Linked DNA regions of Mus musculus: region 1 is linked to region 2. A link is a contact called in public HiChIP or PLAC-seq data. All regions are on one chromosome and are shown on one strand. The core of a region is the stretch at or near the end of the contact, and the rest is flanking DNA. Distances in the headings are between cores, read along the strand shown. Region 1 has its middle 19 kb from the start of Gm34434. Region 2 has its middle 4.3 kb from the start of Gm33867.

Region 1 (5,909 bases), core at 1,464-3,963, 660 kb before region 2:
CTGATTAAGCAGCACCCCTCCATGGCCTCAGCTTCAGCTCCTGCCTCCAGGGTCCTGACCAGTTGGAACTCCTGCCATGGCTTCCCTCAATAGATTGTGACACTCACTGTGTCAGCAAAACAACCCCTTTCCTCTCCAAGTTGCTTTTGGTCCTGGCGTTTCATCACAGCCACAGTGATCCTGATTAGGCCACCTACCATGATGTGCTACCCTAAGCCCAAAGAGGGACAAGCAAACATGGACCCAAAAACTCCCAAACTATGAGTCAAAATAGGTTTCTCTTTATAAGTTGATTATCCCAGGCATGTGTTACACTAACAGAAAGCTGACTGACTCAACAAGTCTTGAGAAATAAATGGGTGGGGGATGGGATGTCGGGAGTGAGAGGCCATTGAGGGCACATGGGTAGCACAAGAGGAAGACGGCAACAGAGAGGGTGTCTGACCAAAGAGAAGAAAGGCTGGCTGGGCACAGAGGCCTTTAACCCTAGCATTTAGGAGGCGGAGGCAGAAGGATCTCTGTGATTTCAAGGACAGCCTAGTCTATACATGAAGTTCCAGGTCATCTAGGGCTGCATAGTGAGACACTGTCTAAAAAACAAAGAGAAAAGAAGGAAGGGAGGGAGGGGAAGGGAAGGGAAAGGGAAAGGGAAGGGAAGAGGGAAGGGGAAAGGGAAAGGGAAGGGAAGGGAAGGGAAGGGAAGGGAAAGGGAAAGGGAAAGGGAAGGGGAAGGGGAAGGGGAAGGGGAAGGGGAAGGGGAAGGGGAAGGGGAAGGGGAAGGGGAAGGGGAAGGGGAAGGGGAAGGGGAAGGGGAAGGGGAAGGGGAAGGGGAAGAAGGGGAAGAAGGGGAAGAAGGGGAAGAAGGGGAAGAAGGGGAAGAAGGGGAAGAAGGGGAAGAAGGGGGGGAAGGGGAAGGGGAAAGGGAAGGGGAAGGGGAAGGGGAAAGGGAAGGGGAAGGGGAAGAAGGGGAAGGGGAAGGGGAAGAAGGGGAAGGGGAAGGGGAAGGGGAAAGGGAAGGGGAAGGGGAAGAAGGGGAAGGGGAAGGGGAAGAAGGGGAAGGGGAAGGGGAAGAAGGGGAAGGGGAAGGGGAAGAAGGGGAAGGGGAAGGGGAAGAAGGGGAGGGGAAGGAAGGGAAGGAAGGAAGGAAGGGAAGGGAAGGGAAGGGAAGGGAAGGGAAGGGAAGGGAAGGGAAGGGAAGGAAGGAAGGAAGGAGAGAGGGAAGGCAGGCAGGCAGGAAGGAAGAGGGTGGTGTGAGTTGTCTGAGATGTGAACAGCCCTTGCTCCAGTGCTAACTTCCCCCCTCCTCCCGTCCTCTGGCCTCTACGTTCAGTAGGAATACAGGACTAGTTCTGCTACGTGTCTTTTATGGCACTCAAAAATGAACTTCAAAACTGGGTATGGTGGCTCATGACCTAGTACCTGGGAGGCAGAGGCAGAAAAATCAGAAGTTGGAAATCAGCCTTGTATATATAATGAATTTGAGGCCAGCCTGGGCTACATATAACCCCATTTTCGATTTTTTTTTTTTTTTTTTTTTTTTGGAAGTGAAGGATGGCCATTTAACGCTTTGGCTGTGGACAGCCCCTTCAGGACTCTGCATTTCTGAGCTGGCTTCTCTTGGGGCTGTGCCTAGCAGGAAGCTGACTTCCATGACATCAGCAGACAGGAGGGTAAAGAACTTTCCACCTGCCCCAGGAAGCAAATATCCCCCCTCCCCTGCCCCCCATTACTGTTAACTGGTCCCTAGTTGTGCCCACGGGAGTCCTCATGGAGAATGGCATTTGTTTGGAGCTTTCCTATATTGAAGGCGGTGCTTGTGGCAGATTGGTGACAGCGTGTCCGTGTGTGACATCACATAAATGAGTTGTAAGAACCCTGTAAAGATAAGAGCGGTGGTAGAAAGGATGAAGAGGGCCATTTCCTTTCTAGTATCTGCCGTGAATCACAACCCAAAAGGAAGACAGAAAACAGGCTGGGGTGTAGGGGTGAGGATCAGAGCCGCGGCAGAGGTGGGGCTCAGAACCAGGCAACATTGTTGCCAGAGGCTGGGTAGAGTGGGAAATTGGAGGCAGTAGAGCCCCCCTAAAGGGTGGGGTTGGTTGGGGGGCTAGCCTTGGCTGGTATCTAGTTTCGTAACTGATTACACACACTGTGTAAATCTGTCAGCACCGGCACCCACTCAGTTTGCCAGACCTAATTAATAACTACTGTCAGCCCAGAACCAGCTTGAAGCTTAGAGGAGCAATGAGCTCCTACCCGCCCCCAATAAAGGGATGACCTCAACCCTGGAGGACTCTGTCCAGGAAACTCCCCCCTTTCCTTCTCCTCATCCCCAAAGTGAAAATTAGGGCAGCGATTCCTAGTTGGAACTTCTTGAGGTAGAAGAGTCTGATCAGAGAATCTGTTCTCTCTTGTGCTTTGACGGTTCTTTCCGTAGCCGAGCTACTGGGCCTCCCAGGTTCTCCTGGAGGGTTTCAAAATAGTGGGATGGTGTCAAGCCAGGGTTTGAGTAGGTAGACTGTAACTTTTGGTTGCTACCTTACATGTGAGACATGGAAGGGCTCATCTAATTGAGGGCTAGGCAATAGGTCCAGAAGGTCTTAGACATTATTTAGCTCAGTCCACTATGGTGCTGAGTTTGGTCACATGGTGAGTTTGAGGCCTAGCAGTGCCTGGGAGCTTCTGAGCTATAGTTCATTTCCTGTCTTAGTTGGTAAGCTTTCACTTTCCCTTCCTTTACCAAAGCAAGTTGAGGAAGGATTCATTTTAAAGCGGGCTGTGTTAGAGGATCTTGGCTTCGGGGTCCCGTTTCGCATTTCCTCCATTTATTTACTGACTCGTCTGATGTCTTGGGCAGGTTAACTGTAGGGTTAGCAGGGAGGGTAGTTATAGACAAGCAAGGCCCACTTGGCTTGCCACTGTGCACACTTGGCTTGCCCCCACTTCCTTCTTTCAGAGGTGGCCGTTGCTGGACAATATGACCCTTGAAGGAAGAGATCAACTGCCTGAGATAGGAAAGTTTTATCTCTGAGGTTATTGCAAGTGTGCTCCATCTGCTTCTGTCCAGATCCGAACCGGTAGCCAGATAAACTGCTGTGTTTATCAAGGCTAAACAATCGTCAGAATGCAATTAGCCTGGGAGGCCACTGGCTCCCGATAAGCAATGCCTGCAGCTGGACCCTGCTGAGGACCCAGTCCCACTGCTGAGGACACCACACTATCGCTACCCCCTAATATACTCCGAGTCTCTTTTTTCCCTGCCCTAAATTTTAAAGGGGATTTGATGTCCTAACACATTTGTTTTGGTGTTCTTTGCCCATATTGGGAAATAAAACCCAGTAGCTTTTATAGATGGATAAATCCTTTTAAAAGGCCCTTTTGTTATCACTGTGGGGCTTGTGTGCACTAAAACAGAGTTTTAAGGGACCGATGAAACCCTATAATCACAGTTTGCTATTTCTGGAGTGGACCCCTTCCTGGTATAGACAGAGAATCACAGCCCAGAGGGCCTGGGACTTGTCAGAGGAACATGTTTGTGAACTTTGGGCAGATGTGGGTTGGAAGTTTGGTGTGGCCACCGACCTGGGCCTGACCTTGGATAAACTCCTGGAGCCGCTATTTCCTCGTCTGTTCAGGGAAACCCACAATCTGAGCCTCGCAGCATTGTTGGGAGAGAGGAACACCGTTTCCCTTGGTCAAGGTCACACAGATAACCGAGCAGGGCCAACGCCAGAACTCTAAAAGCACATCCTGGCTCCCAGGTTTCATTCTTTCCACTTCAGGGTCTTCTCTCATCTCCCATTTTCCATTCAACAAAGTGATCTTGTCCTTTGTCCCAGAGTTCAGCACACTTCATATGCTGCACCCCCTGATGGCCTGAGGCCCCATTCTGCTCAGGGACTCATGTTTATACGATGACAGCATCTATATTTTTTTGTCTGGATGAATTAATAACCGGCTTGCCATTGTATTGAGGAAAAACCAGACATCACCTCATGGTCTCAGAAAGGGAGTGTCATTTTTCCTGTACCTTCTGGCAAATGTGCTACTTAGATTTAGTGGCAGCAGAAGAGATTTTACACGGGCGTTTGCCCAGCTGGAGAGTGTCATTGGTCTGTCCACAGCCAGGAGACACCCCATTCCTACCCCAACCTGCCTCATAACATTAAAGATTGAAGTTCTGACTCTGAGGTCCTAGATCTGGCCTGAGTTTGAAGCCTTTGCCTGGGCATCCTCTGAGCCTTGGACACTAGGTGGCGCCACAGGAACATTTGAGACACGTTGTCCACTGGCTAGGACGCGCGTGGCCCTGGGAAATCCTTTGGCTTTCCACCAGCTGCCTCTACCAGATTCCTCCCTCCATCCTGTCTTAGGACCTTCATGTGCTGCACTGCTGGGCGAGGGGGAATTCGCCCTGTGGCTACGACCCAGCATTCGAAACACCAATGGGCTAAGCTCTTTTGTCCTCTGTTACCCTCCTCTCCCCGGAGTCGCTCCCTGCCCGATTATTAATTACTCATTTGCTTTGATTGGCATCAGCTAAAGGTTTGCGTGTTGAGCAAGAGGCCGTCAAAACCCCCACGGCTCCTGCGCACTGCCTGCCTGGGACTATGCTGTAGTTGGGGGGTAACAGCAGCCCGGTTGTCACTAGCTTCAGGCACTGTGTGTCCCACCCCTCCCTGATGCCCAGTACACCACTTGGAGTCGGGCTTTCTCAACTTTCTGTTCACTTCGGTTCTCTTTCCTGGGAACCGGGATTCCCTGTTACATTTCAAATCACAAGGTGGTTTCTCCGGGTCACCTGCTGTCCTCTGGCCTTCCTGTCTGCATCACCATATCCTTTGCCCCATTCAGGCAGCTATTTAGACTCCTGGGCCCACAGACTCGATCGATCCCTGCACTCTACTACAGAGCTCCTACTCTTCACTGACGGTCCTCTATCTTCCACTATTGAAACTCTAATCATATTGAGCCTATAGGTCACCATTGTGTTCCTTCAGAATACCTCCCTGCGGAGAGCTGATGGAGGACACACTGGAGTGGAGATGTCTCCCAGCCCACCCCATGCTGCCTTGTCTTTTGTACTCTTGAGAACATGACATGAATTCTGGGGCGGTTGGTACATTCCTGCCTCCTTTAAGCTGAAAGCACACAAGGGCACACTTGTCAGGATGTCGAAATGGTAGCAACTCGACTTCAGAACAGGTTTTTTTTTTCCTTCCCTAGAAATTCTTCTGGATTTATGACATCGGTGCTAGAGCAGGGCTGGGTGATGCTGTTGGCTGGGACCACAAACCCAGCGACAGAATTCCAACACGCACTTTGACTGCGAGATCAAAGGCGTGATAGGCAGAAAACGAAGGGTTGAGTTGGCAGAAGAGAAAGAGAAAAGGAAGGAAGGGTTACAAGACCAGGGATGCCATGTAGCCATCTTCTGGCCTCTGCTTCACCCTTCTGGCCAATCACATGCTTAATGTCTCCAGCATCTGTCCCCTGCCACTACCTAACCCACAGGAAGTTTGATCTATACTAAAATAACCCTAGTGGCAAATCAAAAGGACTCAGTAAACAGTACCAGTTGCTACCAAGTCTAAGACCTTGGCCCAGACTTTTACCAAACTGCAGAAAAATTGAAAGGCACGTTTTATATACCATGTTTTTAATTCGCCCCCAGGGTGGAAGAGAGGCTATCAGAGAGGATGTGGCCATGCATAGGAGATAAAACATGTGAGCATACTGGCTTCCTTATTCCCACAATGGAATTTTCTCCAGATCCTTGCCTTCTGAAATGAGACACCAGATGCAATTGCACTGTGATACCACTAGGGTGACTCTGCCTGTGGCGGCACATTCTTACCATTGCCTTGTGTGGAAATCAGTGCAACGGTGGGAGACCTGGTCAAACACCC
Region 2 (5,087 bases), core at 2,209-4,708:
ACTCACAGCAGCTCCCCAGCTGGGCACTCTTGTTCAAAGAGTAGGCTTATAGCACGGTGAGAGACTCTTTCAAGACATTGGGACAAAGAGACCAATAGGATGGAAGAAAACACTCTAATGTCTGTGTCCTCCTCTGGATAATGCAGGTGTGTGTATGGGCAAGCATATCCACCCACTCACATCCACGAAACACATGCACAATACATACTCACATACATACATACATGTACACACACACACACACACACCAACTACATAAATAAAAATAGTAAAAATAAAATAAATATTAAACTTGCAGACACATGAGAAAATATGAGACACTATCTCAATGACATTTTTATGGTTTTTACATAGGTAGAATAAGTAAAAAAAATCTAATTTTTGCCTATTTTTGTTTGTTTTGAATATAGTTGCTACATAATTTTAAATGATTTATTTGGATTGTGTCATATTGCTTTTGGACAGTACCAATTTGACTAAGGACATATTTTCCCATATGTGCTCTACTGTTTAAGACCAGCCACTGGAATGTACCCATCATGGATTTGGCTATGTCTGTTATAGACCTGTTTCAATGCTTGCTATGTGTCTAACTTCTATGGATTGCAATGTACCTTTAACTGATTTCATAAAACTGTGCAAGCCCTGATCATTACAGGGAGCTCCTTACTACCATACAATCATGGATCCCTGAGTCATCTCCTTTGCCTTTAACCTCAATCCTTTTCAGGCATTAGAAATACTTGATTTGTATTAATCAGCCTTTTCATACTCTGATGATTGTGTGTGTGTGTGTGTGTGTGTGTGTGTGTGTGTGTGTGTGTGTGCACGCACACACAGCTTGTATATGACAGCGTCAGCCATGGAACCTGGGCAGAATTTTGGATCGCAAAATGCCATAGTCCACTTCTTTGTAGGGTGATCGGGTCACAAGAGCAGACCTAGTCAACTGCTGTTTACTCTCAACTACTTACTAATGATTTCTGCTACATTATGTGGATTCTGTTTTAGTTGCTATGAAAAACTCTTCTGTCAGTATAAGTTTATCTTCACAGTGCGTTTCCTATTTAGTTTCTTTAGTTGCTCTTAGAAGATTCTTTGATCCTTTGGTGCTTGGATGTCTTACTATGATGTGCCCAGGTCTAGATTCCACTGTATTTATCATGTTGGAGCTAGCTCAGTCTGGCAATTCATAGATATAGATTTTGGAATGATTTCTTAATTATTTCAACCCGGCACCTTCTCCATCCTCTCTATTGTATTCTTCTATTCTCCTCGGGATATCTCCTTTTCTTATTACCCAACTCTGCTTTTCATGCTGTATTATGAGTCATTTCCAGACACTTATCTTCCTATTTTTTAATTCCATCTTTAACTAGATCTAATCATTTATTTAAATAGACAGTTAAATTTGAATTGTAACGACTATACTAAAAAACTCACACATTTGTTTTACATTTTCCAATACTTGACTAATCTCTTTTATATCCAAATGACACATCTATGCCATATATGTATCCATTTACATACACAGATAAATATATATTTATAAAAAAGTATATATATATATGTATATAAACTAACACAATACTACTCTTTTAATCATTCTTTCATTCCCTTTGAAATATTTGAGCATTTAAACATACTTTATAATACATAGATTTTTTTATGGAAGAATAAGCTACGTATAACTCTCTCCTTCCTATGCATAATGACTCCCATTTATAAACAGTCGCATTCTATGTTTTGGAATTTCCAAGCTGGGAATTAATTTTGAATGCAGACTTCTTGAATGAATCATAGTTATCCCCTGAAGGTTTGATTTTCTAATACTCTGTGTTTAAGTGTTGCTTGTCTCTTAAGCCTAAGTTTGTAGACTAGAGATCTACCTAGGAATTGAACATGATCATCAAATCCCTGTTTTGAGTGATCTGGCCATAAATCTAAACTCCACTCTATTTCTTTCTGGCAAGTAGCTCTCCCTGCAAATGACCAGTTTTTGAATATATCACAGTAAAGGTCAAATACTTCCAAGAGATTTTCCAACTGTAGTTTGTATAGATTCTCCATCGACATAGGCTCCAGATTGAGTTCCTCTTGGAAAAGCTATGTATGTGGTATTCCAAGTTTGTTCTAGCTGTGGTCTTTAATCAGTATCCCGTGGATACTTCTTCTAAGTACACGAGTCACAATCAACTATTTTAATAAGATGACTATTTTAATTCAGATGACCGGATGATTAAATAAAATGATTAAGTTTTTGTAAACAGTATGTTTCTATAAAAGACTGGCGCCCATAAAAATATTCAGCTAAGCTAATCGTTTTGATATTTGTGAGGTTGTACCAAGTGTTAGTCACAATAATGGAGATAAGACATCCTTTCTGGACTTTTATTATTGTTCCCACTGTTGTTCTGATTCGCATGCTTAATTTCCATTCTTTTGTTAGTGAAACTGAAGTAGTGATAAGAACTCCATAATTTAAAAAATGGCCATTTTAAATGTACAGTCTCGAAACACACATATTCTCAATATTTTAGTAATAGGACCAAACACTCTTCAGTTTTCTATGAGTAGAGTACAAGGTGAGAAAATAAACTCTGTAAAATTAGCAGGAGAGGGAACAGAGCTGATTAGAAAAAGAGCCTGGTGCCAATGTGCATTTTTTTTCCAAGAGGATGTGGGATGAGTTGTGAGAAAGCAAGGGAATAAGGAGAAAACTGGAAGGAGATGCTGAAGGAGCAGTTTAGAGTGGGAAGACACCGTCTATCCAGCAAGGCTGACAAGGACTGGGCGACATCTTCAATTACCTAGACAAAGGCACTGGGCAAACATTTTAAAAGGTCAGAGCAGAACAAAGTTCTTGCCAGGAGGGGACTGTCTTGTAGGGAGAGGGTGTCAGAGGGAGTATTTGGTAGAGGTTTTTGGCAGAATTTATTCAACTGGATCTTGTAAAATTTATTTCTGGAATTTGGAATTGGAAAGTTGGACGTAACAGAATATTTAAGTAAAAATAAATGTATGTAAAATATACCAATAGCAAAAAAATATGTAAAGTCAAGTCTTACATAACTTTTAAAACATTAATCTTATTTTTCCTCAGGAAATGATTATAATTCCAGCCATGACTGTACAAGAGATTAATTTAAAATTTAAAAATCTTCACAGGCTCTAATTATCCTTAATATTCTGGAGATAGAATGTGGTTTTGTGAGTGTTAGAAATAAAAGTAAAGTGTACAGCACAATGGTATCAAGTAGAAAGCCAGCTGAGCCAGTTTTAGAGAAGTCTTAATACCTCCTAAACAGCACTCAGAGAGGAAACATGTATCTTAGCGTGTTGGTCATATTCAAATCCATTAGTCATATTCAATAAGTTTTAAAATATCAGTATATACTTAATAAATGTAAGTCAGAGAAGGTTGCTGCTTTTCACTTCCCTAATCTGCAAGCCCTCGGTGCTCACAAAGAACCCCACAGTCTCGCTTCACTTCTGGGCAGAGATTTAATAGCTGTGAGCTTTGTCGTGGTCTCATGTTACTAAGACTTCATTACTTTTACATGCCACTCTACAGGACACTTACTAATATACTATTAAGTATTATCATAAATAATTAAAACACAACTACGCCCGACAAAATGAAAGAACAAAGTGTATTCTGTATGGCAGTCAACTTGTATGTGTATGTTGGCTGGAGAGAGGCAAGCACATATTTTAAAAATAAAAAAAAAAAATCAATTACTGAAAGACCTCAGTTGGACTGCAATGGGCCTACCTCTCATTAGTGTGAGTTAGTGAGGTCTATTCTTGGCTTCTACCTACCAATTAAATCATAGAGCCATTATATTATTAGTACATTGAAAATGTATATTTTATTTTAAAAAAGTACCAATGAATCTGTGTCTTCACTCCAGTCTTTCCCACCTTGCCACACCTCCACTCCTGGTTGATTTGGCACAGCCAACCCTTTTCCTGTTGCCTTGCTTGTAAGAATTTATCATCGCATTAGTTAGCTGACATGCATCTGGTAGCAATGCAATGTGGTCAGCAGTCAAGACGTGTTGTTCAGGATGTATTATTATATATTATATTCTCTTTCCTCAGGTAGTCTACATTATAGTTGAAGAAATAAGGTGTGAGATGAAAAAGAGAACAAGAGGAAAAAAACACGTAGGATGGCAATGCCATGCATTGGCAAACAGATACTGAAGGTACACATTAGGCATCACTGAAAACCTTCACATGTCCAGAGATCGGATTGAGTATAGATCTCATGTACCCAACTGTCATCCATCTAGTCTAAGTTCCCCATGTATGTAGCAATCAAGAGATCCATGTGAAGAAATGGAATAGTGTAACAGTTCCCCTCAGACCACGTGCATCTAGAGGACAGGGCAAAACCCTTGTTCTTAGCACTCACCCCTCACCCCCACACCCCATCAGCCACAGGGAGCAACAGGAATACAAAGGGAGAGAAATCTGAAGTCTAGGTGAGGATGTATCCTTCAGGTCTTCCAAGCAGGATTTTGCTTGCAGCTGGCAGAGTTCAAAGCCAGGGGCCTGATCAGAAGTTTGCAAACCGCCCCCTGTCCACAGCATTTTGAAGATCTGGAGCAAAGTGAACACGAGTAGCTTAGACAACTAGGAATAAATATTCAGCAAAGTAATAAGGGTTGGCCAAAATTAACATGTGTTTGTGGTGTGATTTACTCAAATTTGGATAATAGCCAGGCTTTCTTGGCCGGTCCCATGGAAGTGTGGTTATTTCTCTGTTGTTATGAATCAGCTCATTATTTCTGAAGGTAAACAACTTAAATCACATGACTCTCACTTTGGATAATCTCTGAGAGTCCTGAGTATTTTCTGTGTTACAGGTTGGTTCCTCTCATGAAAGGAAGTTAAAGGTAACACAGTCGTACATTCAGAGCAAGTTCCTTCTCTTAGCAGGTGGCCGAACTGAGTTGCTTCAAACGGAGTCTTTCATTCTCTGCCTCTATTATTCCTTGGTAAGCCTACTAGGTTTCAGCTCAAACTGCAGCAGCATCTTCCATCAAGATCAATGTCTTTTCTGAGGAATGGGAACCTGT

Evidence for each region. HiChIP or PLAC-seq counts read pairs in DNA pulled down with a chosen protein or histone mark.
Region 1: an H3K4me3 HiChIP or PLAC-seq map of bone marrow-derived macrophages shows a contact between it and region 2, with 6 times the contacts expected there. The contact joins two enhancer-like sites. A contact is called at or near these places in 1 of 484 Hi-C or Micro-C datasets (cerebral cortex) and 2 of 115 datasets of contacts at active chromatin or transcription factors (bone marrow-derived macrophages and fibro-adipogenic progenitors).

The regions. Positions count from the first base shown.
Region 1 is chr3:144,398,280-144,404,188 of GRCm38.p6, reverse strand. No RefSeq gene overlaps it. Among named protein-coding and RNA genes, the nearest start is that of Gm34434, 19 kb to the right of the region's middle. Within about 2 kb of position 2,713, at least 47 of the 459 cell types and tissues checked have an H3K27ac peak or open chromatin away from gene starts, as enhancers often do. A contact at or near this core is called in bone marrow-derived macrophages, where this site is marked.
Region 2 is chr3:143,736,477-143,741,563 of GRCm38.p6, reverse strand. No RefSeq gene overlaps it. Among named protein-coding and RNA genes, the nearest start is that of Gm33867, 4.3 kb to the left of the region's middle. Within about 2 kb of position 3,458, at least 5 of the 459 cell types and tissues checked have an H3K27ac peak or open chromatin away from gene starts, as enhancers often do. A contact at or near this core is called in bone marrow-derived macrophages, where this site is marked.